2 separate regions of the Zea mays genome follow, and region 1 is linked to region 2. The links are chromatin contacts, called in public Hi-C maps. All regions are on one chromosome and are shown on one strand. Each heading gives the region's core, a stretch centred on a gene start, on an enhancer-like site or on the middle of the called end of the contact. The rest is flanking DNA. Distances are from core to core; before and after follow the strand shown.

What was found. A called contact is a pair of places that touch in the nucleus more often than the background predicts.
Region 1: a contact with region 2 is called in a Hi-C map of bundle sheath, with 4 times the contacts expected there. The contact joins the promoter of LOC100382918 here to the promoter of LOC100277645 in region 2. A contact is called at or near these places in 14 of 25 Hi-C or Micro-C datasets (bundle sheath, ear, endosperm and 3 more) and 1 of 3 datasets of contacts at active chromatin or transcription factors (leaf).

What each region holds. Positions count from the first base shown.
Region 1 is chr2:65,940,476-65,946,729 of Zm-B73-REFERENCE-NAM-5.0, forward strand. It overlaps LOC100382918, which reads right to left and starts at 4,327. Exons shown (of 2, transcript NM_001175606.1): 1 at 3,751-4,327; 2 at 1,838-2,860. The coding sequence starts at 4,170. The coding sequence ends at 1,964. It overlaps LOC103646543 (Trihelix transcription factor ASR3), which reads left to right. Exons shown (of 3, transcript XM_008671268.3): 2 at 26-76; 3 at 1,098-1,631. The coding sequence ends at 1,390.
Region 2 is chr2:65,757,340-65,764,124 of Zm-B73-REFERENCE-NAM-5.0, forward strand. It overlaps LOC100277645, which reads right to left and starts at 2,310. Exons shown (of 4, transcript NM_001374032.1): 1 at 2,021-2,310; 2 at 1,857-1,928; 3 at 492-572; 4 at 1-269. The coding sequence starts at 2,213. The coding sequence ends at 142.

The sequences.
Region 1 (6,254 bases), core at 3,077-5,576, 190 kb after region 2:
TGCATTTTTGCTGGTTTGGTTACAGTTACAGAGAAGACGGATGACGTGCTGCCCAGGCAAGCGAGCTCCGAGCAAGGTACTGCACACAGAAACTTCTTTTACTGTTCCATTGGTTTGGTTTGATCTGCCAAAGCCTAGTGCAGAAAGAAGGCACATAGATGGTTGCGCCAATTCACTCCACACCGTTTTTAATTTTGATCCAGAGGCTATAAGAACCATGCCACCAAAATCCTGCGATTCCAGGCAGAGCAAATGTTTGAGGCTGCCATCTCTCATGCCTTTGAAACCTGTATGAGACTGAGAGTTGCCTTTTCACATTCTTCTTTTGGTGACAACCGATTGCTTCTGAAATTATAGAACTCTTCATGCCACAATATATAGTTTACCAGGTGTAAGGCTATAAAAGAAATAATTGTATAAACATCTGGCAGTGCTGACTCAGAATCAATGCCCACAAAGCAATATGTTGACTGGGGCCCTTTTCTATCAAATAATACCTAAGAACTGATGCTATGACCCCCCCCCCCCCCCCCAAAAAAAATGGTATTGTACCTGGTTGCTAAATCCCAGTACCGTGTAGACACGTGGAGGGAGATGTGAGAAATATTCGTCTTGTACATACTGTTTTCAAATCTTTTGAATGATTATGAATATGGAGGAGCAACTTCACAAGATCTCTTATACATCTATAAGTTCTAACAGGAGAGTATTCGAAAACCATTTCAACATATGGGGGAGCGCTGATGCAACAGATTACACATTTTTTTCTTCCATATAGGAGTATTGCTTTAGGGTTAGGGAGTGTTCTGTTTTTAGGATCTCTCTTAAAAATCATATGTATATTAGGAGATGAGACGGGAGTAACTACAGCAACTCCTAAAACGCTACTCCCTCAAATTATGTCATTTTGTCTTTTCTAAATACATAGCATTCACTATGTATCTAAATGTAATGTATATATCTAGACGCGTAGAAAGTAGCGGCAGTAGAATTCACATATGCAACACAGAACAAAGTAGGGGCAGTAGAATTCACATGATAAAGCTTCAGAAGTTGAGGTTTCATACCTAACAACCATCCATGTTTGCAAACAGCAGGCACATCAAAAGAAAAGCAGCCGGAGCAGATCACCGAGGACTCGCCAGCGGCGCAGTGCGGGCAGAAGAGGCAGCGCAGCGATGACAATGCCTCCGGAAGAGCCGCGACCAACCTGCAGGGGCAGCTGGTTGAAATCCTAGACCGGAGCAGCCAGATGGTGGCAGCGCAGCTAGAGGCGCAGAACATGAACAGCCGACTGGATAGGGAGCAGAGGAAGGATCAGGTGAGCAGCCTGCTTGGTGTGCTTGGCAAGGTGGCTGATGCCCTCTACAGAATTGCTGATAAGCTATAGCCGCCACTGTGAGTGTGTCTTGAGCACAGTAAATAATCGCTGCAAGAATGTACAGATTGGTACAGGTTGTTGGCGTCCTATTGTTATTGTGGATTGGTTCTGAAATTTGGTCAGAAACCTGAAATGGGATGCCCCATTTTTTAACCCATGGGATGTAGCATTTGTATGCCCGTATGGCCCCAAAACTGTGTATTCTTACAGAGGAATGGAAGTGCATATCTGATGACACAATCTTGGGTCAGTTAGGTTTCCTCTAATTTGATTTCTGCAAGCAGAATAAACTAAAAATTTTAAAAAAATAAGTCCGTACTGTTTGACACAATCAGACTGCAGAAGGTTTCAGCTAAGACAACTTACCAGTGAAGTTTGTGGAAATTTCTAATATTGACATCCTATGTGACTCCCGGTATAATAAATTGTAAACAACAAGGAACATGGGGGAAAAGTAGTTCAACATAGTTAATTAGCTCAAATCACAAGAACACACATATATCCTGATTTACATAAGGTATTCTGAAACTCAAAATTTTCTTAGAAACAAACATCAGATTGGGTACCCTGGGATCCTCAATTTCACTCATCATCATCTGTTCTGCTTGACCTGTAACGCCGGGAGCTCGCCTTTGAGTTTGTATGCATCTGTGGCATTGACGGTGATTTACTGTCATCTTCATCCATCTCACATTGATCAGGTTCATCTGAGGCGCCTGCTACCATTCCAATTGCAGAGGAGTTAGAATCAATAGCTCTGGGGCCCTCATCCACTGCCATGGTATCCACTGACTTCTTGCGAGGGATGAATGTGACTGAGCTAGGAATCTCAACAGGCGTCTCAGAATGTATCATGTTTGGGTATGATCTCGCTAACAGATCATGCATGTCAGCAAGAGCTGTCCTGTTCGAGCCATCATTAGACTCTGGTACATCCAGATTGTATCGGGTGTACTTTGAAGGGTTCCTTACATAGTCAGGGACCCCAGGAGATGCAGACAAAGTAGATGTGCTCTCCACCTCAGTGATTACATCCATGGATTGAGGAACCGTTGGAGAATCTTCGTCATGTTCAAACGTATCTAACTCACTATCCTTAACATTAGCATCAAACCTGACACGTTTCCTTGGTTTTAAATCAGCTTGTGACTCCTTCCTCTTCAGTATAGGTTTTACATTGTCTTCCTCCACAGCTTTCTTTGTATGAACTACACTGGGGAAATCCTTGGCTTGAGTGGGACAGTGAGAATCACAATCTTTAGTAGAACCATCTTCTCTGAGTCTTGCAGATGCTGCCCTCATATCTGCACGAGGATCCTTCCTAAAACGGTACACCTCTTCAATGGAATCATCAAGGAGGTCAGGGACTATACTGTTGATGCTCATGTTTATGCCGGCATCCATTATATCATGCATGTACACACGGTCAGCAGCCTCCTCTCTGCCAAAGGCCTCTCTGTCATACTTGTCCTCCTCTTCCTGTAAAAAAACAACTCTTCTAACATAAGAGTCCAGTAGAACCACACCAACAGCGATACATAGGATAACTCATAATGACCGACCATGAAGAAACATTCAAGAGAACTCCAGACAAGTTACTTAAGCTGTTTCCAGGTCAAGCATATATCACATCCAAATAAAGATATCTCGTTAGCCAATTACAATTATCATTAACTACTACAAAAACAAAAACTCATCAATAATCAAAAGGAAACGGGACATGCTCCCACTCATTAAAAAACTGCCATAGAGGGCCTAGTGAACCATTAAATCTAATACATTTGTCCATACTCTTATAGGGTGTTTGGTTTGAGTAATGAGTTGGTCCATTATTTTGTCGCTCCTCATTTTTTTTGTTTGGTTTGTGTAATAGAATAAGTTGATGCATCACCGTCTCATTCCTCATAGTTAGTTAGTACTAATATGAGGAATAACGTCGTCCCACCAGATTTAAGAAATAGACCTTTGATGCATCCCAGATGACAAAAATGCGACAACGTGAAACTATGGCACAAACCAATAATAAGATGGTTAACAAAATGTTCTGGTCATCTCCGCCTATTCTTTATCCAAATCATGCAGAAGCCTAGTTAGGAAGCAACAAATCCTAGGTGAAAATGTTTATTTAAGAAGACATAGACTGAAGATCAATAGTTGATTTAATCCTGATCTTACTTCACAGCTTAATTCCAACGAACTGCCAAGCATCAACTATGATATCATGATTAAATTCCAACGAACTGCCAAGCATCAATTATGATATCATGATTAAATTCCAACGAACTGTCAAGCATCAATTATGATATCGTAAGAGCAGCTGATGAAGTGGTCAAACCAAACAATCAATAACCGAAGACAACTTCACTCACCTCCCGATCCAGAGTGGGGTCGAGGCCGATGTTAACTCTAACCCCCTCCTCCTCGTCCTGTTCTGCCGCATTCCTCTCCCTCTCGCTGTCCTCCTCCTCGTCTTCATCTAGGTCGTCGAGGTTCCCCTCGAACTCCTCCTGCCTGGACCTGCGCCTCCGGCCACGAAGGCACCCGTTGGCGTCGTAGAACGCGGAGACGCAGGGCGTGTCCCCGCGGCCGGCCTCCCCCGCTGCCTCCTCCTCCGCGTCGCGGGCCTCCGACGGCTTCGACCAACGGTGGCGCTCGACGTCGCCCGCGGCCACGGACCAGGAGGCCGTCGGGAAGGAGGAGTCCGGGACGGCGTCGAAGAGGCGGGACCCGAACAGGCGCTTCACCCGCGCCTCGAACGTCTCTTGGACGCCGCTGCCCTCGGCCGCCATCGACGGTGCGGGCCTTCCGGAGACTCTTCCAGAGCTCGGCCTGGCTCGTCTCCCGATGTGGGTGCGTGGGTTGGGTTCGAGTCCGGAGGGTTTGGGAAACGGTGCGGGCGAACCGACAAGGAGAGGGCGATAGGAGAAGACGGCGGCTGCGATGGTGATTTCACGGATTGGGGAGTGAGCCGTGAATGATCGGGTTTACTTGGAGTCGGTGCTGGAAGAATGGGCTGGGCTGTCTGACCCGCGCACGCAGTCCGGCCCGTTCGCAGCTAGAAGAGAAAAAAAGATTTCTTGCTTCTTTTTGCTACATGCATCACTAATCTCTCTCTCCATCCTATATAAGTCACCAGTTTTGATGTTCTTCCCGTTTCACTAGAGCTGAAAGAAATACTCGTGGTTTGTTGACTCGCTTGACTCGAGACTCGAGATCGGCTTAGCTTAGCTCGGATCGTTTGAACTTTTTCACGAGCTGAGCTAACATCTGAGCTTGTTTTCTTAATGAGCCAGCTCAAACATACCATGGCCCATCACGTGACTCACGTCCTGACGTCCACTAACTAACAGGCAATGAGGCAAGGAAAGTGGCCAAGTGCCCATGTAGGCAGCCAACAGGCCCAAGCCCAACACTGAAGTCCGCAACATACAACAGGAAGTCAGGACTCAGGAAAGCAAGTTAGCAAACGTGAAGCGTCCGTCCGTTGACCGTTGGGTTGTCACACCCGGATTTAAGGAACAAAGTCGAGTGCATCTCATACATACGTCAAAGAAGACAACATATATAATAACAGAGTGTATAAAGATAAATGTCACAATAATCAGAGTATTTATTACATAGCGGAAGGCTTACAAGATAAAATATACATATAAAAGGATCTAAAATCCATCCTTGGCGTCAGAAAGTCAACTGGGAGACGCCACCTAGATCGAATCGAACTCCTCGATGTGTGGCTCCTCGCGAACCACCTGTTCTTCTCCTGTGGGGGTGTGAGACAGCAAGGGTGAGCTCACACATGATCATAGCTCAACAAGTTATGGGGAAACCAGTGATCATGAACTCACCAAAGGTGGGAGTTCATGTGATGTGTAAGGCTGATCAACAATAGGGGTTAAAGCTGAGCATTGCTTTTAATAATTTGGTCAAATTTTATTAGCAGTTACTAAATGTAAGTAAATACCAAACCATAATAAATAATAATAGAACAAAATTAATAATAAACCCATGCAAATGCAAATGAAAAATTGAATTTAAGTTCCATAATTTAATCATGCGAGAGTCCTGCTCATGACCATGAGCTTGACTAGTATACCAGTTTTACACTCTGCAGAGGTTGTACCCTGTACCCACAAGTCGTGTATCCCATGTCGCCAGGGTTTGCAAGGCCCTTAGACACTACCGAGGTAGGTGAATGTCTAGGGATCCACTACGAGGCCTTTACAAAATTCCACTAGCTTCCGAAAACCTGCTACAGTTTATGGGAAGAGCACTTGCAAGAATCCCCCATCTGACCGCCATCACAGCAAAATCAACCCGAGAACCTCCTTGCATGCAACTCCCCTACTACCCTTGCCCCTTTCAAGTAAGGTAGTTTTCTACTAGCTTTCCTAATTAGTCAGCCAAGGGCGTCCCATTCCACCCTTGTGGTGGCACGTGTTTCTCAAGTTAAGCTCCATGTTCTAATTAAAAATATAATGATCTTGACATGAACATAAATAACATAACATAATAATTGGAACATGGATATAATGAAATATTAATCCCAAAACCAAATAATGCAATAGCATAACTACCCAAGTGAATCATGAATCAGGGGTAAACAAGGTAAACAGGATAAACAGACTAGGGTGACCTATTGGGACCCATCAAAATTAAACCTATGTATTGAATAATGATAATAAAGAATATTATTGGGTAACAAAAGTGGATCAAGGCACAACTTGCCTGGCACTTGAGATTCCAGGTACCACTTGCTCTTTAAGTGACTCGTAACCTCGCTGCATGTTAACCAACGTTGGTTAATTTGTAACCGTAGTCCCTTTGCTATGTGATAATGAGAGTGCAATCAAGATAGCGGATAATCCCGTCGAAC
Region 2 (6,785 bases), core at 1,060-3,559:
ATGAAAGGGTTCGTAGAAGAAAAGTTCTGCGAAATGACATGGAAGATAGTATCGACACAAGGAAGCTGTACAAGCCGGGAGGACCTCGCGAGATAAAAATGCATGCCTTCCTCTCTAAAAAAAAAGAGGACAGATCTGAAATCAGACCTCGATCACCGTCTCATCCTTCTTGGACGATTTCTTTCTCTTCCTCTCACTGGCAGGCTCCTTTCCCTTCAGCTCCTGAGAGAAGGTCCGCAGCAGGCCCATAAGATGCTCGTTCCTGTGAGCTGGACTTGCACACCAAAGATCAAAGTGTCAAACTGTGAAAGTTTTATTTCTTGTGAGGGCCAAAATGAGTGAGGTCTTTCTGCACATCCATCAACTAACCATAATACTAGGAAAAGAGAGAGTACAGCATACAGGTACAAGTAGTTCAAAAAAAATTTGTAAGAAGATGCACTTCTAAATTCTAAGAAGCCAAATATTACAGAATCAGCAGAAACAAGTACCTGTGAGTATGACATCATCCATCCTGACGGATTTGCGACCGGCATGCTGTGCAAACAACTCTGCATCCTTTGCTAGCTGCTCTGGACATTGCACGGAAGATGTCAAATGGAACATTCATACATAATGTTCTCACAGACACAAATCTATGTAGATCCAAAGCCTCCCTCCCTCCCTCTCCCTCAAAAGAGGATTGGAAGCGTGCAATTTACAATAGCTACTAGCTAGTACAGTAAGTGCCATGCTTGACTATTGTTGCTTTTCAACTAACGCACAATGCATCTACTTCACAATCTCTAATCACTATAGTTATTCGCTCGCTAATTTGTGGCAATGCAAAAAAAAAAAAAAAATCTCCGCAAGAGGTCTAAGATACAAGATCTATGTGCTCAACAGTTGCTTTCTACCAGGATATATTGGGTCACTCCAACAGTATGAATGTATGATTTGTGAAGCTTGCACTTAGCAGACATAATGTGGGGCGACCTTCGATAAGTTTTGACGTCACTGAACTTCAACTCTACTAGGTTGAGAAAAACAACCCCCTTTCCCTAAAAGCTATCATATAAGGGAATGAGATGAAAAAGACAGCTTCAGCATATCTCCTTTCTCAATCCCCTTTCCAGCTTTTCCTAATTTTTTTCTCAATCCCTCAAATAGATGGGAGCAAGCAGCATTTTTCTTCATCCCCTTTCCTTCCCCCTTTTGTGGGCTCACACTGGCCATTCTTGCCATCGCCACGTTGGGCAAGCGCGCACAGGCAACTGCCATGCTGCCACGGGCATGCGCGTAGGCCATGCTGGGATGTAGACAAACTTAGAAGAATGTGACTAAGAATGTAGACAAACTTAGAAGAATGTGACTACTGACTACTAACTCTTTGGTTGTAGTATCAAAACCCAGTGGACTATTGTTATAAGGAATTACTATCCTGTCGGTTTATCTCCACAAAAAAATGGGATGATGAGCTCTAACACAAGTATGACAACCTTTACAAATCAAAGCCTGATGGAGATCAAAAGTTGCAGGCACCCATAATTGGTCATTCGTGTTTTCTCCAGCACCAAGCATATATTCTACTAAACGCGTGCTAACTTAATGTAACTGAATCGCTCGTCTTTCAGCACATTTCTTCGTTTCAAGAACCATACTGTGCAAAATACTGAAACTAGTTCCTGTCTACTCCAAGCACTTGATTTCCCACAGAAACCAATTTTATTGGAGCAGTCAACTTGGCAACTCACAGGTGGAGATAAATTGTACTCGTAAGAGGTTCAGAATAGGATAGCACTTTGCAACCAATCAAAGAGAAATAACGTGCACAAGCGGTTACTGGTTACAGAAGGATAGGGTGCTGGGTGAAGGACCTGCGCTCTTGAACGCCAAGTCGGCGATGCAGGAAACAACGGGGTCGGCGACCGTCATTCCGGCCTTCTTTCCTGCGCAGATGCCGCATGCCAAGACGATGAACTTTTTTCCGGGCTCTTCAACTCCCAATAACGAAGGGAGGCGCGAGAGGATGCTACCATACCTTCGGCGGTGGCGATGCTGATGACGGCGAGGCGGAATCGGTCGCGGAGGATGTCGGCCTCGGCTTCGGCGGCCTCGTACCGCTCCACCTCAGCCTCGGCCTCGGCGGCTTCGTTGCGCTCGGCCTCGCCGCCGCTGTCGCCGGCGAGCGTCTCCATATCCATGTCTAGGTCGAGGTCCAGGTCCGGGTCCATGGTCCAGCCGCGGAGCTTCCACGAGACACACGAGCAGCAGCGAAGGCGGCTGGAGCGGTGTTTGCCGTTGTGGCGAACAGGAGAAATTTGCGATGGTGCCATTCTCAATGTTGGTAATATGTTATTATGTCTCTCGTGTCTATGATTGATGATGAGAATATATCTATCTATAATTTATGTATTCGATGGCATGCTACGAAATCCATAAATCATAATAACAAAATTGACAAATGTCTCGGCGAACAGACAGCGAGCCACGAGCCACGGCGAGATGGCAGGCAGCGTTTCTCATGGCACGGGCTGCTTCGTCCTCGTGTTTGGTCTGGGCCGCACATTGGGCTAAGAGATGGGGCCTTTGAAAGAAAGAAAAAAAAACCCAGATAGCACCGGAGCTCCTTTCTTTGCCATTTGTACTGGGCCACTCCTTTTCAGGACTAGAGCAACCTTTATAAACAAAAAACTCTTAACCATTTTAATTATGTAAGAAAATGTATTCGAATAAACTTTGAGTGTATTTTTTCACATTGTTGTATAACATAAGCCGAGTCCATGAAAAGTTCTTCCGAAGTCTCAAATTGGCTGGGTGTGCAGTGCGCTGTGCGCATATACACGTAGTTGTTCCCAACCGTTACCGTTTCGATAAAAAATATGCATCTTTGGATTGGACCCAGAGAGGGAGATTTAGTCAAAACCGCTCCTACTGGATACTTCCCTTTTCGCCTTTCATGGGAAGGGAATAACTTGAATTTTTTTTAAAAAAAAGAGAAATAAAGAAATAAAACACAATATATCACGCATCATCGTAATCTTAGTTAGTTATACTAATTATCCAAAATAAAGGGCGACAGAGAATCATGCAATAATAAACTAAAGAAGGCCACTATATGTGATATTCTTTGAGGCCTTTGCTTTACCTGTAGGCCTCAGGTGTACCCATCATTATCTATAGAACAAATCATCATCTCATCTGAATATTGGGAGGGACAGGGGGGCTTTTTTTCTATTTATATTTGCATATATCTTGCCATTTCCAAGTGATACCAGTAGTTAAGTCGAATTTGTTAGTGATCTACGGCTAATTTAAGCAAGCGAGCGTATGCTCAACAGCACCGGCGATGCATAATGTTGTCATTATATTAGCCATGCATAGTATAGATGGCCAAATGGGCCGTGCCTAACGGGCCGGCCCGAAGCACGGCCCGTTTAATAGTGCCGGGCCTGGCCCGGTACGAGAACCGTACCGTGCTTGAGCCGCTGTCTCGGCCCGCAGTGCCGGCCCGGCCCGGCACGATTATATATTTTTTATTTTATAAAACATAGTATATATATATTTACATTTTATATTAGCTATTTACAACAAACGCACTCGAGTTATACTGGTTAGTTTCCTTCAGTTAAGCGTTTCAGCCTCATAGAGTGAGATCGCGGGTTCAAATCCTCACAAAAACGCAGTTTTTTTGCTATTTCCTTGAATTAATGGGAGAACGTGACCCGTTAAACGGGCCGGCCCGGCACGACCACCAGGCCGGCCGGGCACGGCCCGATTAACCGTCGGGCCTGACGGGCCCGTGCCGGGCCGGGCCGCCCGTTTGGGTATCTCTAATGCATAGCTCGTTTTATGGGGCATGGGCATCAGCAAGCCATCATCCTTACGCAAGGCATAGGAGCGGCGTCATGTCATCGTCAGTCAGAGGAGAGGAGAGGAGAGGAGAGGATCATGCATATGGAGGATAAATATATAGGAGAGCAGCTAGCATGGTCCACAATCTCATAGTTAGTGGTGGCGTGGAGCGTGGAAGCACACATATATACATGATACATGTACATACACAGGTGGTGGGTAGGGCTAGCTCATCATCCATCGTGTTCGTTCTTGCATTTGAATTGAAAGGGAAAACAACTTTTTTTTTTAAAAAAAAACCCCGCATAGGGATACATGCATGCGTGCCCAATGGATGCCTTTGGACCGCCTCTAGTGTTATGGATGGCTACGCGCGCGCCTAGGCTAATCCACCTGCCCCTTGCGTGGGGGTGGTCGGTGTGGTGTGGGGTGCGCATACACGATGAGATGATGACGAAAGGCATGATCCCTAAAGCACTTGCATTACATAACTATACGTATTATTGGTTATTGCGACCAAGCACGCAGGAATCAAATCCTTCTGTGGCTACACGGCGCGCGCAGCAACGGCATGCTTCCAAGTTCCAATTCAAGTGCTACATATATAATATTCGCGCAATTTTTGTCCCACTTATGGGAGGATCAGCTTCCAGTATATATAGCTAGTGTCGTTCATGAGTAAACTATTTCCTTATCCAAACATAATCTATGTGTGTAATATGGTCCCATGTGTAGGTGGTGTTAGGGCACGTTAAGATAATTAAAGATTGTAGGGTCAGTCAAATATGCTAATGTATTTGAGGAGCTAGGATCTTTGCCCCAGGACAGGTATGCCGGCCGCTACACATATATATATGTGACAGAAATCAAGACTGCAAATCATGCTGATATGACATATATATAATAAATCTCTAGTTTAACTAACTGTTCACCTACTAGTAAGGGCTACAGCTCCCTGTGGAGTAATTTGGTCTCCCACATACTCATAGTCTATAGACTTTTGCAATGATTGGGTACAACCAAAATGAATTCCTCGTCTGAGGATCGGAGGGTATATATCACGTACGTACGGTTGCATCGGCATCATCCTTTACCGACCATTCCGTGACGGCACAGTATACGAAGACGTCTATGCATATATTCATTGGCTCTCCATGCATGATGCCCTATATATGGACTACGGGCAGCAGGTAAGCATCATCTATCTCTCTGTGCGTGGGCGTCCATATACCATGCATAGGGGTTTGTAGAGGCCGGGTGGTCCCTTTGGTCGCGCTCGCGCATGCAAAGGAGAGGAGATCGATAGGGTCCCCAATCCCCATAGGGAGGAGGTCGACATGAAATGAAAGCTACGCTCAATGAAATGAAATTAACAAGTGGGAGAGCGCCATAGCCTCAACTCGTGCCTTCATACAGGCCTTTCGTTCACAAATTTCCGTCGGTGTTGTTCATTTTTTTTTTAAAAAAATCTTATGTATACATGTGTGTGCTCCTTCGTATTTTAGATGTTTTTCAGTTCTTTCTTATTTCCTTATCCTTATAATACTTGTACTTATTGGCCTATGTTTTTAGTAGGTAACGTTTAAGGACATACTAATTAATTCATTCATGTCTGTGTGCTTCGGCCTTGTACTGCCGGTGACTTTTGATGCTCGACGCGCTAGGACAGTCGGTGGATCCGCCCCCTATCAAGTGAGACAACCGGCGGTGAGAATGAGATCGTCAACCCTCTCTTGTAGTTGTAGCTTTGGTCTCGTCTCTCTGTGTTGCGTGTTGTGAGAGTGAAAATGCATCCACTTACATAATTATGCAAATAAAAGTTATATAATCTACAAAACACGAAGCTAAAAATTACATATTTTATAAATAAAATCTAAATACCATGGTGTAGATCCTAGATATACTCATTAGTACACAGAAGCTCTATAGTGACGGTCCTAGAGCTATTTGCGCTGACGTTTTTCAGTGCTGCCGGTGCTAGGGGCCATTAGAAATCGGCCTTTTCACATGTGGTTGATTGCCAACTGCCAGTGTACACAACATTATCACTGGCGGTTTTCTTTAGCAGCCCGCCAGTGTAAATAACATTAGCACTGGCGATTTGCTTAAGAAACCGCATGTGTAAACATTATTATCACTGGCGGTTTTCTTTAGCAGCCCGCCAGTGTAAATAACATTAGCACCGACGGTTTGCTTAACAAACCGCATGTGTAAACATTATTATGACTGACGGTTTTATTTAGCAGCCCGCTAGTGTAAATAACATTAGCACTGGCGGTTTGCTTAAGAAACTGCATGTGGAAACATTATTATCACTGGCGATTTTCTTTAGCAGCCCGCCAGTGTAAATAACATTAGTACTGGCGGTTTGCTTAAAAAACTGCATGTGGAAACATGATTTTCACAGGCGGTCTCCTTAAGACAACGCATGTGGAAACATGAATATCACTGGCGGTTTTCTTTAGCAGCCCGCCAGTGTAAATAACATTAGCCCTGGCGGTTTGCTTACCATTCCCGCCAGTATAAGTTTTCCTGCCTTTTTCCAAATTTTCAAACAAAAGTGAATTTTCACTGGCGGACTGCTTAAGAAAACGCCTGTGGAAACATTATTATCACTGGCGGTTTTCTTTAGCAGCTCGCCAATGGAAATAACATTAGCACTGTCGGTCTGCTTACCAATTCCCATCAGTATAAGTTTTCCTGTCTTTTTTCAAATTTTCAAACAAAACTGAATTTTCACTGGCGGGCTGCTTAAGAAAACGCATGTGGAAACATTATTATCACTAGCGGTTTTGTTTAGCAGCTCGCCAGTGGAAATAACATTAGCACTGGCGGTTTTCTTTAGCAGCTCGCGAGTGGAAATAACATTAGCACTGACGGTCTGCTTACCATTTCCCGCCAGTATAAGTTTTCCTGCCTTTTTTAAATTTTAAAACAAACTGAATTTTATA